Regions from separate parts of the Cricetulus griseus genome. Here region 1 is linked to region 2. Evidence: chromatin contacts called from public Micro-C data. All regions are on one chromosome and are shown on one strand. The core of a region is the stretch at or near the end of the contact, and the rest is flanking DNA. Distances in the headings are between cores, read along the strand shown. Region 1 has its middle 51 kb from the start of Rdx. Region 2 holds the start of CUNH11orf53.

Region 1 (5,003 bases), core at 124-2,623, 710 kb before region 2:
GCTGCGACCCTTTAATACAGTTTCTCATGTTGTGGTGTCCCCCAACTATAAATTATTTTGTTAGTATTTCATAACTGTAACTTTACTACTGTTATAAATTGTAATGTAAATATGTGATACACAGGATATCTGATATGAGACTCCTGTGAAAGCATCGTTCAACCCCTCAAAACGGGTTGCAACCCATAGGTTGAGAACCACTGGCATGGAGGTTTGTGAGAAACACCTTCCAGAAGACACTGTGCAGTCATCTAAACTAATGCTTTTTTTCCCAGTGACTGTCTCCCATGCTGGTGGGATGTCATGTCACAAGTGTCATGACAGATGGCACTGGAGCTTCAGGGGAGTTAGCCCCCTGTGCAGGGTTTGTCTCTTCCCTTCCCAACGGTCTCCAGCTTGGCAGTGCTGCTGGTGCTCTCCAAGGCTCTGGCCTAAGCCCACTTTCTCTTCTTGCACTGCCTCCAAACCTGGATTCCATCAGGGCCCAAACTGCACATCCAACCTACTTCTCGTCATGACTTTCCTGTGTCACATGCTGCCTTCTCAATCTTCCTGTGTCTTACAGAGTTGCACATTTATCTCTTGTGCTTATAGAAATTTCCAGAATGGATTGCCCAAAGATGCTGCAGCCAGTAAGAAACTGTAGCCGTGTGCTCTGAGATAATCACCACTGGGTCACATCTTGATGACTATGACCCTTCACAACGACCTCAAGAAGCTGGCTTTCTAGTCCCTACAAACCTGTTTGATAGATATCTTCCAGTCAACGTCATTAGGGTCATCTGAGAGCACAGAATTACTGCTGTATGCACCACACTGAGGTAACAGCTTTTCAATTATAAGCAAGAATTAAAAAGTACATGGATATTAGCCAACGTTAGCCAGTAAGTTTTTAAAATACATCTGAAGTCAGTTATCCATATCAGATTCTAGAAACAAAAACTTTGACACAGGCAATGATTCAAAACTATGAACTCAGTAATCTGAATTACAATACAGCACAGCGTGAGACTTGGAATTAGAACCAGAATCTTCAATTCTAGTTCACCAGAAACCTTCCCACAAAAGATCACAGAAAGGGTCCTAAAAGTCCCCAAACAGGTCATTTTGAAAATAAGCAGAAGGAAAAGAGTATTGCTACATTCAGCAAGGCTGAGAACAGGCTACACCCAGGTATGCCTCTCCTCCACAGGGCCACAGCCTTGCTGCAGGCTAGCTACAGGACACAACTCTAGGCTTTCTTTAATCTCTGTACTTTTTTGTTACGTGTAACATTGCAACATGAATTATCAAAGCCACCAGTTGTCCTTGAATCAAACCAATGTATTCCAGCTTGCACATTCTTCTGGCAACATTCTTAAGCACTGCATCCTATAGTCAGTGCACGGTGACTCACATTTTCCATGTACTTTTTCCTGTCTACAGACTAACCACTGAAAATGGCACTCTTCCATCTTGCCTTTCTTTTTAACAATGTCTTCAGCAAAGCCTACTTTCCCTAAGTCAGGCACAGCGGCCTGTAACCCCAGCCCTTATGATTACAGCACTGAAGCAGGACTGGCAACAAGCTCAAGAGAGTGAGAACCTGTCTTAAACAAACATTACAAAACTTTGTTCCTTAAAAACAAGAAAAAAAAAATCCAAAACACACACAAAAACCAACCACGAGGCATGGTGGTAGCATATGTATATAGCATAAACTGTCTAGGAGATTAAGGCAGGCTAGTTAATGCAGAGAGGTTGGAAGTCAGCCTGGGAAACACATCAAGATCTTAAAATTAGTAAAAGCATAGTTGTTTTGTTTTTTTAAAAGGAAACCAAAAAGCCGTAAGTAATGGCAACAAAAAAATACACCAAACTTCATCAAAATCTACAGGATTAAAATTCTAACTCTTAGCCGGGCATTGGTGGCGCACACCTTTAATCGCAGCACTAGGTAGGCAGAGGCAGGTGGATCTCTGTGAGTTCGAGGCTAGCCTGGTCTCCAGAGCGAGTGCCAGGATAGGCTCCAAAGCTACACAGAGAAACCCTGTCTTGAAAAACCAAAAATAAATAAAAAATAAAAAAAATTTAACTCACTGAATGTAATGATTCATCCTAGCACTTGGGAGATAGAAGCAGGCAGACCTTTGGGAGTTTAAGGCCAGCCTGGTCTACATAAGTGAGTACCAGGACAGTCAAGGCTATGTAGACCATATCTCAGAAAAACCAAAAATTGAATCTTGAGATAAAGGATAGCTTCAGCATTGAATATAAAGAACTCTCTTTTAAAAACTGAATTCAACCAAAAATAAATCAAAATGGGCAAATTCAAATGAATATGCCTCAAAGAAGATACACAAATGGCCATAGGCACATGATGGTCAACATGTTTTCTCATTTATAAAGTTCAAGGAAATGTAAATCAGAACCACAATGAGTTATTACTACATTGTCCAGACAAGTAAAAGGAGCTATCCAGAAAACAACACTTGTTAGCAAAGATGGAAAAACAAGGAAGCCATTTGCATCCCAGTGGGAATACAATGGTGCAGCTGCCATGGAAGATAATATAACAGTTTCTCAAAAAACTCGCCAAAGGATTACCACCTGATCCAGCAAATCCATTTAAGGGGTCTGACATATTTTCTTACCAAAGTTCACAGCACCATTAGTAAAAATGTGGGAATGGTATGATAGTAAAAAACGAGGAAACAACCCAAATTCCAACTGACGATAAATGGATAAAATATGATATAAACAGTGGAGCATTTATTCAACCTCAAGAAATAAAATGTGTTAAAATAGGATTTTACATTCAGCGAGATGTATTAGTGAATTATGCCAGAGAGAAATGGTCAGATACTCTATGGTTTACTCTGATGAGGTGCCTAGAAACCCCACAGCTCAGAGACAGAAAGTACCAACAGCAGCCACCATGGACCAGGAAGAGAGCTATCCTTTAATGGGTATAGCTTCAGTGTAACTGAAGATGCTCTGAAGACAGATGCTGATGATGGCTGCACAACAATGACAATGCGGTGCTACCATGTTGTACCCTTGAAGTGATTATTGTAACAAGCTCGTCTTACACAAAGTTTATCACAAAACAAACCCATGAATATTCAACAGAAAATTCTTAACTCCATCAAACTCCCACTTAATTCACATACTGCTGATTATGCTATTTGACTAGGTATAAAGTGAATCTTAATGCAGTTACAGACCTAAAATCAGGAGCTTCATCTTTTAGGGTATCTTTATTAACCAACATTTAAAGCTCAACCCATGAAATGGGACACTGTAAAGTATAGAACAAGCTTCCCTGGGAACCACATCCAATACCTATTCTCCTGGCCTCATTTTCCTGCTACTGAACTTTCCTATATCTTGTTCTCATCATTGTACAACTATCTTTTAGACAATGCATTTAGAACTTAAATAACCATAGAAATGGAGTGATGGTATAAAAGATGCAGATTTACACTTGTAAACTTAAACTTTAAACTTCATAGGTTTTTAGTATAAATAAACAGAATGGAAGGAAGGAGACACTGTTTTATGATTCTAAGAAATGCATGTTTGTTTGTAGGTCTAAGATAATACACAAACTGAGAAAATGAAAAGGTTATACATATTATCAGTCTGAGAGCAATGTCCCAATCCACATCTAATCAGAAAAGCTGTCAAGTCACCTGAATGTCCCCAACTCCTAAGAGCATGAGGTTAGATGCAAGATACAAAGCTAAAGCCAGTACCACATGATGACAAGTATAAAACCCCAAATTTTAAAGTGATTAAATAAAAATGAACAATTAGGACAGGGAAATAAACTTCAGGTCAGCTGTAAACATGGAGGAATCTAGGCATACGAAAATAGCACGAAGCCAACAATATGGCACTGACATTTCAGAGTAACCTGATACTGTAACTGAGAAATGCAAATTGATGTAAGAACTAGGCTAAATTAATATTTGAAGTCTCATATACAAAGGGCCATGGTCATTCTTATCTTGCTTCAAGCTCTCAAATATAGCAGGCAATTAGCAACAAACAGCTTTGATTTGATGAAGGTTACTAAACAAGAGTGTAGAGCCACCAAATGCTCAGGAGCTCCACAGATAGACTTGAAAGCGACCTAAAGGGGCTTTAACTTCTAAACGAGATAAAGTTAACACGTCAGTGGCTTTGGGTGGTGTGTACATAAGCATAAAGGAAGCACTCAACCCTTGGGCGATGTGTGTAAGAAGGACAATGCCATGCTTAAGGCAGTGTGTACAAGCTTGAGTCAGAACACTTGATTTGCAGAGCATCAAGGGGTCAAAGAGGAGACAGGACAAGAGTCACGGCCTTTTCCATAAGGAAATGGCAGGTCTTAAATTCCCAAAAGATGGACTCATTACTAAGAAATAGGTCTCCTAAGGAAAAACAGGAGTTCAAAGTATTTAACTGGAAAGCCAAGGTTGAGAAAACAAGCATGCCCATGTTTTGGCTGATCTATGGTGTAGAAGCAGGAGCATGACTGATGGTCTATTTATTTGGCATGGGGAGCAGAGAGGGTGACATTTAGCCTAGGCTGGTTTTGAACTCACTGTATACCCAAGGATGACTTTGAATTCTTGATTCTCCTGCCTCTACCTCCTGAATTCTGAGATCACAGGTGTGGACCACCATACCTGCTTTTGGACATTTTTATGATTGTAACCAAAACACACACAGAATCTGCTCAACTTCTAAAATGTGTGACAGACCACATTTGCCTCACTGGTCAGTTAGTAAATTAATGCAAATTTAATAACCATTTATATTTTAATTCAAGTTTTAACTTTTTAGAGAAAGATGAATTTTCATTGGGTACACATACTTGTGAATTAATGGTTATCCTTTTGTTACTTAAAACATTCCAAATCTGTATGATGATGAAAATTGGGAAAAAACCAAAATGGGAATTATTCCAAACCACAACAGTAATGTGAAGTCACTTTTCAATACATAATAAAAACTCCAGTACTGTGTTAAGTTTA
Region 2 (4,983 bases), core at 254-2,753:
TGCTAACACTTAAAAATAAACTAAAGAATCAAACATTTTCACCACCAAACTCAAAGTGCAAGTTTACTGATCAGAAATGAGTAAGTGCACATTTGTCTTTTACAGAATTTATTGTCTTTCTTTATTCTTTAGACAAGGACTCACTATGTAGCCCTGGATGGAACTCATTATGTAGACCAGGATGTTTTCAATCCCACAGAGATCTTCCTGCCTCTGCCACCAAGTGCTGGGATTAAAAAGTGTGCTTCCCCTCACCTCATTTCTACCTCAATAGCCCAATTCCCTTGTATGTCACTAAGGAAGGACTATTGCCCCAGCTGAAGAAAGCTCACAGCCATTTAGTGGCAAGAAACATTATTTCCAAGGCTTCAGAATCCTCCCAGGCCAATGGGGGTGGGAGCATAAGCAGAATTCCTGAGCCCATGGAGGACTGTTCCTCTTACTCCCTAGCCATTGTGCACACCACAGTGAGTCAGCAAGTCACTAAAGGAAGGACAACCTGAGGTCCCCAAAGAACAAATCTAAAAAGGGAAGACAGCTTGTTACGATAAATCTTTCCGCCAAAAGCCGTCGAGCCCCACCTCCACGTGTGTGCTTTACGCCAGCCACCTGCCCAAGTTAGGGCCCAAATTAATACACAGAAACTTGTATTAGGTTCAAATGCTGCTTGGCCAATGACTAGGATTTCTCATCTGTTAGCTCAGTCTTAATTATCATAAATCTATATATTTTATAAGACTTATCTTATAGAGGATGCCTTTCGATGGTGCCCTCTCTTGCCAGTGGCTCACATCCTGCTGCTGGAGGAGGCCAGGGGGAAAAGGACACTTCTGTTTCTCCTTGCTTAAATATGAGTCTCCTTGCTATGTCACTTCCTGGGTGGATCACCATTTCTCTACTACATTTCCCAGAATCCTCTTTGACTCCTAGTCCCGTCTAACTTGCTGCCTCATTGGCCAAACAAGCACTTTATTCAATAATCAATAAGATGAACATACACAGAAGCACTCCCCCCATCAACATTTACTCTCAGGAGAGTACAGGTCAGCCCCCGTGTGGGGTCAAAGTGGACCACTGAGGTGACATGAAGGTCATGTTCTGATGTGATGCACAATAGAAGACTCTTGAATTCAGCAGTCTGTAGTTCTCTTCTCACTTCTACAGCCTTAATACTCACTCTGAGAAGTGATGAATTTGTCGTCACTGCTATAAGACGCAGAGACACACAGAGACAAGCCAGGCCCTCCCTTTAGATGGCTGTAAGTGCAGATGCATTCCTGAGCAATATCTCACCACATACAAAACCTCCAAGTACAGTGCCGAGTCAGAGGAAGCCATTGGATCCTTTCAAACCAACTGATCTCAAAGATTGTGTATGTAACAAAGCAGGAGTCCCTTTTTTAACTTAAGAAAACAAAACAAAACAAAACAACAACAAAACAAACTGCCAGTTAGATGCACAATGGTTACAGGCAGAGGAAGGGCCAAGAGCAGGATGAACGATGGGAGCTGAGGAACTGGAGCCACCAGCCTTGAGTGTTATCATGCCGAGCTTCTGCCTCTGGGGATACAGTCAGTTGGAAGAAGTTCAACCCCAGAGAACAGGCTGCCATTCTCATGACAGATTGCTTGTCAAATGCAGGGACGTCCCTGACCCGAAAGCAAGAAGGTACAGCATGCCAGAGTTCCTTCTTGGAGAAAAGGCTGGATGTTCTCTTGTGAGGGTCACCAAGATAAGGCAGAGCCTCTCGGGTGCTGGAGTATGCTTGGTTCAATCTACTTTGCAACTTGGAGTGAGCTACAAAAAAAAAAAAAAGGCTAGTTGTATTATTGCAGCTCAACAGCCGTCTGGTCACCAATTTTCTCCCATCTTACAGTAGAGGAAAAGGTGGGAAACGGATTAAAGGACTTGGCTGAGGACCTTGCGAAAATGGCCGCCTTTTCTGCAGCCACTCATGAAGGACCATTCAGGCTGATTTTCTGAATTTGAAGGAAGAAAAGAGTCCACACCCTCATTCTCCAGTTACCCAAAAGCTCTTGGTGCTAACCCAGATCTCAGACAAGTCCTCCAGTGAGTTACGTATAGAGTTGATGCGCCACCACGTGGCTATATCTGGAAGTACATCCCGGGGTGAATCAGGCAGGGGAAACAGATCTTCCCCGGCAGGAAAAGGGAACAAAAACCAAAGCCTACCCACTGCCCAGGGATTTCTTTTTTCATTCCCTGTGGCTGATAGCTGCATATCACTAGATGCTGCCTATGAAAAATGCCAGCCTGTTGAAGGACTGTAATTTTGCCCAAGATGTTAGGCACAAAAGCAAGATAGGTAGAGAGAGAGATGATGGATAGAAAGAATTCAGGCTATCTAAACCCCACACCCTGATATTTATTCTCTGCTGTAATATTTCCCCAAATATCCCTTGAAGCTTAGAACCATCCTGAACATCTGTGGACCCTATTTAACACCTACAGGAAAGTCATCCCAGAGACTGGCGACACAGAGCAGGCAAGGGACAAACTGGAGCAGGGCTCCAAGACAAGCCAGATAAAGTTCATTCTCTCCAGGTACAGCTTTCCACAGAGCTTATGCAAAAACACAGAATGTTCTAGGGAAGGAAGGGCCCAGCTTCCTGTGCTTTCAAGCGCTGGCAGACACATTTTTAAGGAGCAGCCTGAGGGGGCCAGAGCTAGCATAAGTGAGGGCTGGAACTCTAAGCATCCCTTCAGGAAGGTTGGAAGGTGTGTCAATGGATCCCAAGGCCTCCCGAAGAATGGTGATCTGGGTCAGGCATGTGAGCAGGAAGCGTTGTATTAAAGAAGGAGAGCTGGCAGATGCAGTCTGAGGGAATTGAATACAGGGAAATAATCCAGTTTCTGGAACTCTAAGTAATATTCCTGGCTTGGTGTCAGGTACTGATGAAGCTGTTAACTGGTAAAGCCTATCTGGGACAGTTTAGGATGGATTTGTACTAGTGTCCAAGGCCCAAAAAACAAAAAGCTGCCTGAGAAGGCCCACTTGGCCTAGAAACCTAAAGGTACAGGAGCCAGCACTCCATAGTTTTCCATGAATGAATCTTCAGACGGTTCTATTTGTCCCTGAGCTTTGTTACATCTGTTCTGCGGATGTCCTAGGCCCCAGGAAGCCCAGTTTGTAGGCAAAGGCAGAGAAAGGCTTAATTCTTGCTCTTATCTGGGGTGATGTGACACTTTACTCTCTCTCCTTCTTGTTCATTTCCCCACTGCCCGGAAGACACCCAGAAGACACAAGACACACTGTTTCTTTTACTCAGCTTTGCATTTCTCTTTCAAGGTCACACTAGCCTTGAGTAGAGTGTGACTTCTTCACCTGCTCTTCCAAGTGAACTGGAAGCTTAGCTTCTCCCAGGGGCCTTATCTCTCATGCTAGGACTCTCTTAGTTCCATGACAGGTCTCTGCCACACAGCTACCAGACTCTCTCTCTCTCTCTCTCTCTCTCTCTCTCTCTCTCTCTCTCTCTCTGTCTGTCTCTCTCTCTCAGTAACAAACAGCTCAGACAGCTGAAGAGCTCCCTAAACTTACTCAGGCTATCATGGCCACTAGGTCTTCATTTACTTGTTATACACAGCTGACTGGGCCCCTAGAGATGAAGGAACAAATGAGCTCTACTGTGTCTATGCTGAAGGATCATCTACCTGTTTGTGCCGCTGGGAAAGGTTAAGGTGCCATAACAAAGAAGACCTGGGTTACAGTGCTTACAACAAAGCCCCTCTCAAGCTGTGGATCAGAGAGGCAGTCAGTTGCCTGGTTTTTATTTTTCTGAGCACAATCCTTCAGAGACCCCTTCTTTTCTTTCTTTTTCTTCCTTCATTGCCATTTAGAGAATTTTCTAGCATTAAATATTTGAGCGCCTTCTGCATTCCACATATGCTCATCCTTAGAATTCATGATCTGTGGGAAGCCCGAAAGTAAATGAGTACAGTTCAGAGAAGAAAGCCAGATACAGCTGAAAGACCTGTAGAGATTAAATGGGGGGGGGTGCTCTCAATCCAGGTTTAACAGAGAGCTCTTCAGGGAGGACTCAGTGCTATATGAGATGGGATTGGAAGGATGGACTCTTAGGCGGTACAAGAAGAAGCTGTAACAGTGAAGAATGCTATGAACATGGGTTGGGCTTACACAGAGAGCAAATTGGTGGTAAGGAGGGGACAATACAGGCCACCAGGCAGTCTGGCTCCCCTGGAGGTTACTGTGCTACCAGGGAGGATTTGGATGCCGAGTCAAGGCCTAGTCTTAATTTATGAGCCTGGGCCATGACAGTCATTTAGGATTCCATTTGGGGAGTGAAAGTCAGAGCTGGGGGTGGGGTGGGGTGACTAAAGTGTACTGAATGGAAATATTTACAATGGAAAGTGAAGGGAACCCACAACTCAAGGAGAAAGCAGGCTGAAATCTGGTGAGGGATGCCACTTGAGTTTTGGTTAATCCCAGATGCAGTCAAGATGAAAGTCAAATATAATCATTACAGGGACTACACTCTTCTTAGAATTACCATATAGAACTCTTTTTCTCCACTATACCAGTGATTAGAAGATGAAAGAGGAGGAAAGGGAGAGAGAAGAAAAAAGCTGGTCATAGAAAGAAGTGAGGGGAGGGAGAAGAGGGGAAAGAGAAAAGATGGAAAGGGAAATGTTTCCCTTTCTGAAAATGTTGGTTAGCTGTGAGCGTGGCACACTCTAGAACCAGTCACCTGAAAGAGTCTAGGTCAGGTTGGCCAATCAGTGGATCTATGAAGAATTGCCTTGAATGCTTTCCCTGAAGTGAGAAGACCCAGCCCACAGTGGACAACACCATTTCCTGACCTGATGTGGGAAGACCCAGCCCACAGTGGACAACACCATTCCCTGACCTGATGTGGGAAGACCCAGCCCACAGTGGGCAACACCATTCCCTGACCTGATGTGGGAAGATCTAGCCCACAGTGGGCAACACCATTCCCTGACCT

The links. Hi-C and Micro-C count contacts between places; a contact is called where the count stands out from the background.
Region 1: a contact with region 2 is called in a Micro-C map of the CHO-K1 cell line, with 4 times the contacts expected there. The contact joins the enhancer-like site here to the promoter of CUNH11orf53 in region 2. A contact is called at or near these places in 2 of 8 Hi-C or Micro-C datasets (both in the CHO-K1 cell line).

What each region holds. Positions count from the first base shown.
Region 1 is chr4:163,790,636-163,795,638 of CriGri-PICRH-1.0, reverse strand. No RefSeq gene overlaps it. Among named protein-coding and RNA genes, the nearest start is that of Rdx, 51 kb to the right of the region's middle. Within about 2 kb of position 1,373, at least 1 of the 6 cell types and tissues checked has open chromatin away from gene starts, as enhancers often do. A contact at or near this core is called in the CHO-K1 cell line, where this site is marked.
Region 2 is chr4:163,080,272-163,085,254 of CriGri-PICRH-1.0, reverse strand. It overlaps CUNH11orf53, which reads left to right and starts at 1,503. Exons shown (of 7, transcript XM_027412318.2): 1 at 1,503-1,669; 2 at 2,474-2,566. The coding sequence starts at 1,503.